Linked DNA regions of Mus musculus: regions 1 and 3 are each linked to region 2. A link is a contact called in public promoter capture Hi-C data. All regions are on one chromosome and are shown on one strand. Each heading gives the region's core, a stretch centred on a gene start, on an enhancer-like site or on the middle of the called end of the contact. The rest is flanking DNA. Distances are from core to core; before and after follow the strand shown. Region 1 holds the start of Ccar2 (cell cycle activator and apoptosis regulator 2). Region 2 holds the start of Dok2 (docking protein 2). Region 3 holds the start of Bin3 (bridging integrator 3).

The links. Promoter capture Hi-C pulls out the DNA fragments that hold promoters and counts their contacts.
Region 1: a promoter capture Hi-C map of stem cell-derived epiblast-like cells shows a contact between it and region 2, with 4 times the contacts expected there. The contact joins the promoter of Ccar2 here to the promoter of Dok2 in region 2. A contact is called at or near these places in 2 of 39 promoter capture datasets (pre-B cells and stem cell-derived epiblast-like cells), 2 of 484 Hi-C or Micro-C datasets (the G1E-ER4 cell line and embryonic stem cells) and 1 of 115 datasets of contacts at active chromatin or transcription factors (memory CD8 T cells).
Region 3: a promoter capture Hi-C map of liver shows a contact between it and region 2, with 5 times the contacts expected there. The contact joins the promoter of Bin3 here to the promoter of Dok2 in region 2. A contact is called at or near these places in 2 of 39 promoter capture datasets (liver and pre-B cells) and 1 of 115 datasets of contacts at active chromatin or transcription factors (memory CD8 T cells).

What each region holds. Positions count from the first base shown.
Region 1 is chr14:70,152,540-70,155,974 of GRCm38.p6, forward strand. Ccar2 (cell cycle activator and apoptosis regulator 2) reads right to left here and starts at 1,252. Exons shown (of 21, transcript NM_146055.3): 1 at 1,088-1,252; 2 at 125-218. The coding sequence starts at 182. It overlaps 9930012K11Rik (RIKEN cDNA 9930012K11 gene), which reads right to left. Exons shown (of 7, transcript NM_001112735.1): 6 at 3,311-3,414; 7 at 1,866-2,737. The coding sequence ends at 2,629.
Region 2 is chr14:70,773,119-70,776,126 of GRCm38.p6, forward strand. It overlaps Dok2 (docking protein 2), which reads left to right and starts at 1,263. Exons shown (of 5, transcript NM_010071.2): 1 at 1,263-1,391; 2 at 2,348-2,629; 3 at 2,866-2,953. The coding sequence starts at 1,320.
Region 3 is chr14:70,098,619-70,101,901 of GRCm38.p6, forward strand. Bin3 (bridging integrator 3) reads left to right here and starts at 1,475. Exons shown (of 9, transcript NM_021328.4): 1 at 1,475-1,578. The coding sequence starts at 1,571.

The DNA.
Region 1 (3,435 bases), core at 2-2,501, 620 kb before region 2:
TAAACCCAGAGGTCTAGGTGGCTCCAATCAGCTACTCAGACATTCAGAAAAACACCCAAGAGCCATAGTTTTTGAAACTGAGTCTCGAGCATGTTCTGAGTGTAACCAGTAAGGAGTTAAGCACCTGAGAAGTTGCGTCCCCCTGGAAGTGGGTTGATCCTCTGCCGCTTAAACTGGGACATTTGGAATACTGTCCTTTCAAGGTCTTGGGGGGAAACCTTCAATCAAAACAGAAAGAAGTTAGCAGCTCCAATGGAAAACTTCCATCTATTGGGGAGGGGGAGGGGGGATAGAAAATCTTAAGTAAAGCTTTTAAGGTGAAGAGGTGGGTCCTAAAATGGAAGAATGGAGAGGATGTAGAGGAGATGAAATTGGTAGTAACGTTACTCCAGTTTGTTCTCACAATAACCTAGTGGTGGGTGCTAGTGACATGCTGGTTTACAGACAAGGAAACTGGAGCTTTGAGATCCGGAGACTTGCCCAAGGCCACAAAACCAGGTAGTGACAGAGTGGGACTCACACCCAGGTCTCCCAACAACTTAGCACTCCTTTCACTATGTCACTGGCACCCCTTAGAGAAGCTGGAGGAGTGAGGGGCTGGAAGAGCTCCGGTGACATTCATTCATTCAAAAACATCCGCCAGAACACTCCACGCAGGGCCGGGGCAAAAAATAAAAATAAAAGGTGCGAGTAGCGGGTTGGTGATGCGGGCCCTCTCCCCGGAAGCCCGCCAGGCGTCTTTAGGACCCGCTGGTGGGAAGGGAGCTGTCCAGCCGGCCCTCGCCAAGCGGCCTGCACGCCGCTCCCTCCTCCTAGGTCCCGACCCTAGGCTCCGGCCTCCGCAGCCGCCTGCGCAGAGCTTTCCGGGCCGGGCCACCGAGAAGCCACCGTGGGAGGTTCACGGCGCGAGGTTTCTCCTCCTCCCGCCCGCCCCCAGGGCCGAGGCCGTTGCCAGGGCGACGGAGCTTGCAGTCCAGAGGGGCTCGGCTCTTTCCGCGACTGGCGCATCTTCGCCGTTCGGACCCCGCAGCCTCGCCACCCGAGAGAGACGGAGAGGCGGGGGCGCAGCAGGAGGCCCCCAACCCACCTGCGGGCCAGGGCCACGACACCAGGGGGACAAAGACACCCGGAACCACCGCAGCCGCCGCTGCCACCACCACCGGAAACGCCTCTCCGGAAGAGAGACCACTGGTCGGAAGCTGCCACTCTCCCGGATATGGTACCTCCCTCTTCTCCATCGACCTCTCCCTTCCCCCACACCAGCCTGCCATCCCGCTCCAACTGTGGAACGGAAGTGCGCCTTCCCAGATCCGATAATGCCTTCGGAAGCCGAGCTCGGTGGTGTCCTCTCTCAAGTGTCCCATCAGAAAAGTAAGCTCGAACCATTGGTTCCAGGTCTCAAAATGACTGGAACTGGACCCACTCCCACAAACACAAGGAAGGGGACTACCACTTACACACCCTGCTGTGCTCTACTAACCCCCAAGACTACAGCAACAAAAGAAGCAGGGCCTCCATTGGCTAGAGGAGGAGCGTGCCTACTGGGGGTCCATTTCCAGGGGATAGTCTTCTGACTAAAGCCAATGACCACCCCACCCCACCCCCATCCCTATTCCTGTCCTTTTCTTGACTGCACCATCAGCAAGGGGTAAGCATATCCGAAATCTATACCCAGACTCTCAAATATGAAACGTACACGATCTTAATGAAGTGGCTCTATCCAAAATCTTGCCAGAAATGTGGCTATTTTCACAACTATTAACAGTGAACACACACACACCTTCCTTTAACTTCTGGCCTCCCATCTCCCCACTCCTGTTTGCCTCCAGCATCACACCCTTCCCAGGTCATTTAACAGTCACAGCACACATTGAGAATGTTTAATGTTACTTCATCCTCCTAACAAGCTTATGAGGTAGGTAAGGTGGGTATCATGGTCCCAAGTAGGAAGCTGTGGCTCAGAAATTAAGAGACTTCGCTATGGTTAAACTCCAGGATAGAACACAGCATCTTAGAGTTGACCTTGCAAGTTATGTGTTGTTCCTCTCAATGTTCTTGACCTTCCCCCCATCCCTCATTCAGCCTTCAGGGGCTGTACTCCAGAGCCGTGACTCACTACAAAGGTACCCAAGGCAATGTTGTTCTTGGTCCTAGGGCTGCCGTCTCAGGTATGAGGAAGACATTAGAAGTCCACATTAGTAACTGTTCATTGTGGAATGAAGATCGGTGCCATCCTTCCAGTGACACCCCAAACACCAACCCTTTGGACGAATGATTCCATCAGATGGGGCAGACGGAAGTCCAACAAAGATTGCATAAACTTACATCTGCAACATGCTGACACACTCCCATACTAAACATGCTCTATGAGCACCTGATAAATAAGTCAATTCACATTGCCTAAGCCCAGAGATTTCTGATGAGGAGGAAGAGCCCTGGAAGAGTGCTGGAACTGCACTCAGGAACCTCTTGGGGATCCAGGGCTCCTTGCTTCGATGCTTAGAGATGGATTTGGCCTTCACCTTGAAGAGGAGCAAGCACCAATAGCTTTTCTTGGCAGTGCAGAGAAGCAGCAGTAAGCCAAAATGTGAGGGACTTCTTCCCAAGGTCACCAGGTACACCAAGAGGTCATACAGAAAGATTTTTTGCTCGTGGCTTCTTAACCACCAATGCTGGTATAAAGGTCTTCCGTTGGGAATGGCACGGAGTCCTGTCAGAGAGGTTTCTAAACTCCATCCTATAGAAAAGCAAAGGAAAGTTAGACAAGAAGAGAAAGAAAACAGACAAGAAGCTTTGCATACCTCCTGAGGAGAAGCTGCCAACCATGACAGACAGACTTCACCTACAGTAAAATACTTTGCCTGTGTGTCTACCTTACCAGCCCCTAAATTTCAGTGGTAAGGAGTGAGGGCTTGACACGTGAGGATGAACATGCCGCCCACAATCTGGTAGTGGCTTCGGGAAAGCCACTGTTCCCAATCTCATGTCATCTTCTGTCTCTTCACCAACAAATAGGGCATATTTTTGTTTAGTTGGGTTTTTTTTGGGGGGGTTGTTTTGTTTTGTTTTGTTTTTTTTCAAGTCAGGGTTTCTCTGTGTAGCCCTGGCTGCCCTGGAACTCACTCTGTAGACCAGGCTGGCCTCGAACTCAGAAATCTGCCTGCCTCTGCCTCCTGAGTGCTGGGATTAAAGGCGTGCGCCACCAAGCCCGGCCAAATGGGGCATCTTAACTACAAGACAGGACACTACCAACATCCTCGCCCAGCAGTCTCTCCCCACTGCCTAAATCTAAATCAGGCACAAGACTCACCTGGATCCAGAACCATCAGGGGGAACAGGAGGCTCAGGAAGTCGAGGGCTCCTCCAACGGAGCCGATTGAGCAGAACTTTGACCTTATCCCAGTGGGAGAGATCCTGCTGAACAGAGAATAAGGG
Region 2 (3,008 bases), core at 13-2,512:
CCAGGCCTCACTTTCGCTTCCTGGACTCACGCTGTCTCTGATTAGCATGGAGTCATTAACATTGAAACAGAGGACATTCCTCAGAGTGAAAATATGCACTACACAAACAAGTCTCCCTCTCACAGCAGCCATTGACACTTGTGGAGGCTCACACCAGGGGCTACATGTCGCTCTGTCTCCACCAGTGCTACACCAGGCTTGGCACGCATAGAAGAATTGGAAGTTCTGAAGTTCCCACAGTTTAAGGTAAGTCCCACTTGAACCCAAGTGAGGAAGGAAGCCAACAGCTGAGTTAGACTTGGGGAGGAAATCTTTTTCTAGAGAGAATGTTCTTATTTCTAGATTCACCACAGACTTGTGTATTGTATGTTGTTCTTATTGCTAGATTCACCACAGACTTGTGTATTGTATGTGTTTTTGGCAGGCAGGAAATACTTTCATACAATGGGACTGGTGCGTGTTGTGTGTGTGTGCGTGCACACACACACACACACACACACATGTTTTATCTATCTGTAATTTACCCAGTATATGGCTCATCTTTGCTTGAGCTGGGAGACTTGGGTTCTGGGTGTTAGCCTTATAGGCCCTTCAGACCATCTCTATCTCCTTTTCTTTTTTTTTCTTTTCTTTTCTTTACTTTTCTTTTCTTTTCTTTTTTTCTCTCTTTCTTTCTCTCTTTCTTTCTTTTTTCTTTCTTTCAAGATTTATTTACTTATTTTATGCATATGAGTACGTGTACATTGCTCCGTTCAGGAACATCAGAAGAGGTCATCAGACCCCATTACAGAGCCACCATGTGGTTGCTGGGATTTGAACTCAGGACCTCTGGAGGAGCAGTCAGTGCTCTTAACCGCTGAGCCACCTCTCCAGCCCCAGTTTTCTCTTTTCAATGAGTAGGTTATGGTGATTGATTCCAAAGGGCTTTTCCAGCCCTGACACACTCAGCATCCTGCCTGAATGTAGAGCCCTCACCCCGGACTTTCTTGAACAACTTGATTTTGGGGTCTCTTTGTTCTTATGGCTCAGTCCTTCACACCAGCTTCTGCAGAAGTGTGAAATTTGGCTTTTTTTGGAAATTGCATGTTACTCACTGGAAATGCAGGAAGGAAGCTTGCTCGTGAAGTGCACTTAAAAAAAAAAAAAGGCGCACACAGAGCAAGAAACCACAGGGCCTATCAGCCTGTCGTCATCAAGCAGACTAGAATAGTGTAGAAAAACTCTAGTCAGAGAGGAAATGAACTAGAGAGAAGGGGGAACAGGCCCAGAAGAGAGAAGAGAGAGGGCAGAGGCAATGGCAGTGGGGAGCTGAAGCTGCGATGGTCAGGATGGAGGAGCCAGCTGTGAAGCAGGGCTTCCTGCATCTTCAGCAGCAGCAGACCTTTGGCAAGGTAAGAGTAAGGCTGGGCTCTCGCTGGGCGGAGCAGCTTGGGGGAGGGCCCTGTTACTATCCCGGGTAGAAGGGTGTCTTAATATCCCTGACCCTTATGAGACCATGTGCTCCACCAGTTTAGACAAGAACACTACTTGGGGAAGATGTCTGCCTTCTCAACGTGCCTTGCCTTCTAAACCAGGCTCTGGATCGCTCTTTGCTGAGGGCTGTTTGTCCTTGCTTGTGGGGGAGGAAGCAGATTCTGACATTATCTCTCTCTCTTTTTGTTCCCTTGCTCAGTATTGAATTTGGGGGTACCTTGGGCGGGTACGGAAGGAAGAGTTGGGGGCCAGTCAGTTTGGGATGACAGCAGAGGTCCCTCTCACCTTTGACTGCTACTGAGCTGTGGCCCCAGGGTGTTCCAACCTCTTCCTTCCCTAGCCTCTTTGAAGGGGAAGCTCTTCTGCCTCCTGCTGTTACCCAGCTGTGCTTACCCCAACACCCACCTCACCCTGTCTAGGTCTCTGTTTCTTTGTTTGTCTCTCATGGTCCAACTCCTTAATCAGTGAGACAAAAAAGGAGAGGAGGTGGGAAATTTTGGAGCCAGAACCTTCCTATGAAATGAAGACTTGTCCCTGGTCTAGGCTACTCTCCCCTCACTGTTCATCTCTGGGCTCAGTGACTTTTGTTCCCACTACCTGGCTGATGGGCCTGTCATCTTCCTGGACTCTGCATCCATTGGACATTTACTGTGGCCTTTGGCTAGCCTGCGGATCTTGGTCAGCTCTGTCATTCCATGGTCTCTGTTGTCTTCTCGGGCCTCTCTGACTGGCTGTGATGTTTGCCATTCTCCCCATCCTGTGTGGCTGCCCCAGCCCCTCTACCTCTCCCACAGTTCCTCTTCTCCCCTTTCATGACCATCTCTCCATCTCCGATGGTTCCCACTTGGCCTCTACGTGGCATACCTGGGCTCAGAAGTGGCGCCGGTTCGCAGCCGTGTTATATGGAGAGTCTGGCTGTGCCCTAGCCAGACTAGAGCTCCAGGATGTCCCCGAGAAGACACGGCGAGGAGAGGCCACTCGGAAGGTTGTCCGCCTCAGTGACTGCTTACGGGTAGCAGAGGTAGGCAGTGAGGCCAGCAGCCCCCGGGACACCAGTGCCTTCATCCTGGAGACCAAGGAGCGCCTGTACCTACTGGCAGCCCCCTCGGCAGAGCGCAGTGACTGGATACAGGCCATCTGCCTGTTGGCTTTCCCGGTGAGGGGTACAAAGTGGCCCAGGGGAGGGCGGCCACCAGGGGAGGGCGATGTTACTTAGATACTTCCTGTGGACAGGTGGTAGAAGAACCAAAACTCTTTTTTAGGGGAGTTCTTCCTTAAGGGAGCCCAGTTTGAAGTGCACCCAGAACCAGCTGGCTGGGTGTGCACTGAAAGCGAATGTCAGAGAGCCTTGGGGTGGGTTCTGGTGCTAAGACCCGGGACCTGCCTCCTCAGGGACAGAGGAAAGGGTCACCAGGACTGGAGGAAAAGAGCGGCAGTCCCTGCATGGAGGAGAACGAGTTGTATAGCAGCTCCACCACAGGTGAGAGTTGGGGCTGAGGGGCCTATGGTGCGGGAGGGAGGAGGCATGGGCTGGC
Region 3 (3,283 bases), core at 225-2,724, 670 kb before region 2:
CATGCTGCCAAAGATGGGACTAGAGCCCTGAGTTCTTCCCTTGGTCCAGATCTCATCCATTCTTGTCCTGCAAAATGTGTCAGCTACTCCAACCAACAGCCCCCAAACAGACTTCTCTCGATATACACAGTCCTAGGCTAGAACTTTTGAAAATATTGCTCACCACAGACGATGTCTGAGGGAGGCTGAGTATGGGGCAGGGGGAAATGGGGCAGAGCCATCCACAAGTGCTGGAACACCAAGAGACTCACAATCACACAGTGTTTCCATTCATCTCACCCCATACAAAGCTGCAAGACTCTCCCAACCCATGCTCTCTGCCTCAGCTGTTTGTCAAGGATTCTGGGTCTTCTATTCTCTTCAAGACCACTCCTTTGCTCCTGCTTACTTATTTCCTGAAGAAATAGCATGGTGATGGTCTGTGACATGTCTTGAGGGAGCCACCTCCTATTGGAAAGCCTTTTTAAAACTAAAAGCCATCCCTTGTTCCTCCTCCTCTGAGCCCCTGGGCCCTGGGAATTTGGGACACGTTGTATATACCTCTGCTCTAGGTCATAGGGACTTAGCTGCTCCCCTGGCTGTGCCTACAACCCTCCAGGTACATTTGAAGAAAGCGAAGTCCTAGAGAGGTCAGGAGAGAGGATTGGAACGGTTCTCTCTGCTTGAGTTTCTGGCTTCTAAAGCAGGAACTTGGGCAGAGAAACTCGGTTCAGCGTATAACTCTAGGTAGTTTGTGGTACACTGGGGCTCTGAATTCTGAGGCCCAATGCAAGCTGTTTGCTTAGATCTTATTCTTCTAAAACCCCATGCACAGCTCCAGGGGCCCCTAACAGCCTGTCCAGCAACTTGTTAGGATTTTTCCTAACATTGCCGAGGCCTTCTACTCCTGTTGTTGTTGTTTTGTTTGCTAGGCTTTGGTGTATTGTTTTCTCTTAAGACTGGATTGATTGTGAAGCCCAGATGGGCCATGTTGTCAACATTAGCCTCGAACTCATGACCTCTCCCTGCCTCAACCTCCAGAATTCGGGGATTGCAGATACCTGTCTGTCATCACACCGGGCTTTCTGAATCTTCCCTCATTGAATAGCTTCACAGACTAGTCCACCCTGAAAAGCACTTAACTCTGTTTCCATTCGAACCCCGAACCTTCTTGAAGAGGGGGGAGGGGACCCAGGTGATGTAGGTGAGACATGCAACATTTTCAATACGAAAGTGTGTAGAGCAAAGCGCAAGCTTCCCGTCTACTGTGTCTCCTCTAGCTCCTTCCCCTGTCGCCGCTTGTGTCTCCGAGTTAGAAACCCCATATCAGACAGAAACTGCAGCCCGTGATGGGTTCTACGCACAGAGCCTTAAAAGCAGGGCCGGAGCGCAACCACGTCCCGCAAAGAAAGTCCGCCTCAAACAACAAGAGAACAAAGTGTTAACGCGTGGGCCCGCCTCCCTCCCGCCTCTTCCGGGCATAAGGGGGCGTGTCCCTCATCACTTCCTGGAGACTGGCCGAATCCGGAAGTGATCCTCGAGAACCTACTTTTCTACCGAGGACCCCGGCAGTCGGCGTGGGTTTAGGACCATGAGCTGGTGAGTGAGGCCGGGTGGCGTCGGCTGGAGCCAGGGCGGCCCGACAGCCCTGCTCCTAAGCGGTTCCGGGAGCCTCCTCGGTGCTCTCCCGGAGGCTCCATCTCTCGGCCAGACTCCCGAGGAGGATCCCTTAGCCTTGGACCCGCGTCTGATCCCTGTTGCCTGCCCTTTCTCCCATCGCATTTCCTTTCACCTCCTTGGCGTGAGGAGTCCCTCTTCCCTCTTCTCTCAGCTATCCATTGAGGTGGAGTCAGTGTCCTCCTTCGCTCCCGTGGGCATCTCTACACCGCGCTTATCTGCTCCGGAGCTGTGTTGCTCATTGAGGCAGACTAGGCACAGTTCTGTGACCAAAATCCAGCTGCTTTCAGACAACTGGAATAACATCACCTAACAGTGCCTCAAAAGACGAAATTCTTTTTAAAAATGTAAAAGTTGATTCTCACATGGGAAGGATCAGAATTGCACCACACACACACACACACACACACACACACACACACACATTTAATGTGTGATTGGACTGTTTGAATCTTTCCAGGGCTGTGACCCCACTGCCCTCTCTCTAAGATAGACATAGCTTAAACTTTATGGGGATCGTCAAACCAAGGAGCCATAGAGCTGGAATGTCACAGCTGCAGATGGGGGTGGGGGGAGCTCACGGTGGATACTTCCTGTTTGTGATTAGCCTAATGTGGAAGGTCCTCTTTCCCCAAAAGCTGGTCCTTAATTGTTGCTCTGGGGTTTTTGTTTTTGTTTTTACGTGCAGATGAAAAGTCATAAATTTTCTGTCTTCCTAGGGCTTCTTTAAAGGCTGTCAATGTCTTTACCATTAGGCCCAAGAGCCTGTGTGTCCATGGTCCCCACTCAAACTCCTAACTGTTTACAATGCATTTGTATGAATAAATTGGCCTCCAAGGAAGTATGAGATTAATCAGCCCTCTTTAGATCCCAAGGTGCATTAATGTAGGGGGCTGGACTTGCTCAGAGCCCAGTCTGTTATGCAAAATAAGTGCATGATAATCAGCTATGAATGAATGAAATTAGCTAGACACCCTCTGAGAAGGCTTTCACACTTGACCACCAGTGGAGACCAAGCTTTCGCCACAAGCAGCTAATGTCAGTCAATGTCAAGGATAGCTTTCTAATGTACAGTGTAAACCACTTCTGCCCCTTCCTCCACCTGCTTCTCAGACTGAGGTTAATTGGTGGACAAATGTCAGACAGCTGGAGAAGCAGGGAACAGAACACACACACACACACACACACACACACACCCGCGAAGCTCTAATAAGCCTCAGCAGGAGATACTCATTTCCCCTCAACCTCTTCCTCCAAGAGGCCCACAGAAAGCTGGAACCCCTAAAAGCTAACTTCCCCATCTTGTTACAGCTTAGCTAGTGACAGGTCAAGGGGCACTTCCTCAGTTCCCTTTGCTAAAGGGAAATCTCCTGAAGCAGAGTCGTTTCTTTTAAGCATCAGTCTGTGTACCTCCAGCTTCATGATGCTAGAAGTCATCTTGGTTTATGCACCTTGAATCTTTGAATCTCTCTTGCCTAATTTTTAAAAATAAAAAAGAAAGTATAGGTGCTTTCCGTTTAGACTGACATTTCTATTTTAAAAAAAAAAAATAGAATAAGTGGAACAGAGGCCACTAGAGGTGTTGGTTCTCTGAATGGGCTCCTCCTCCTCTTCCTCCTCCTCTTCT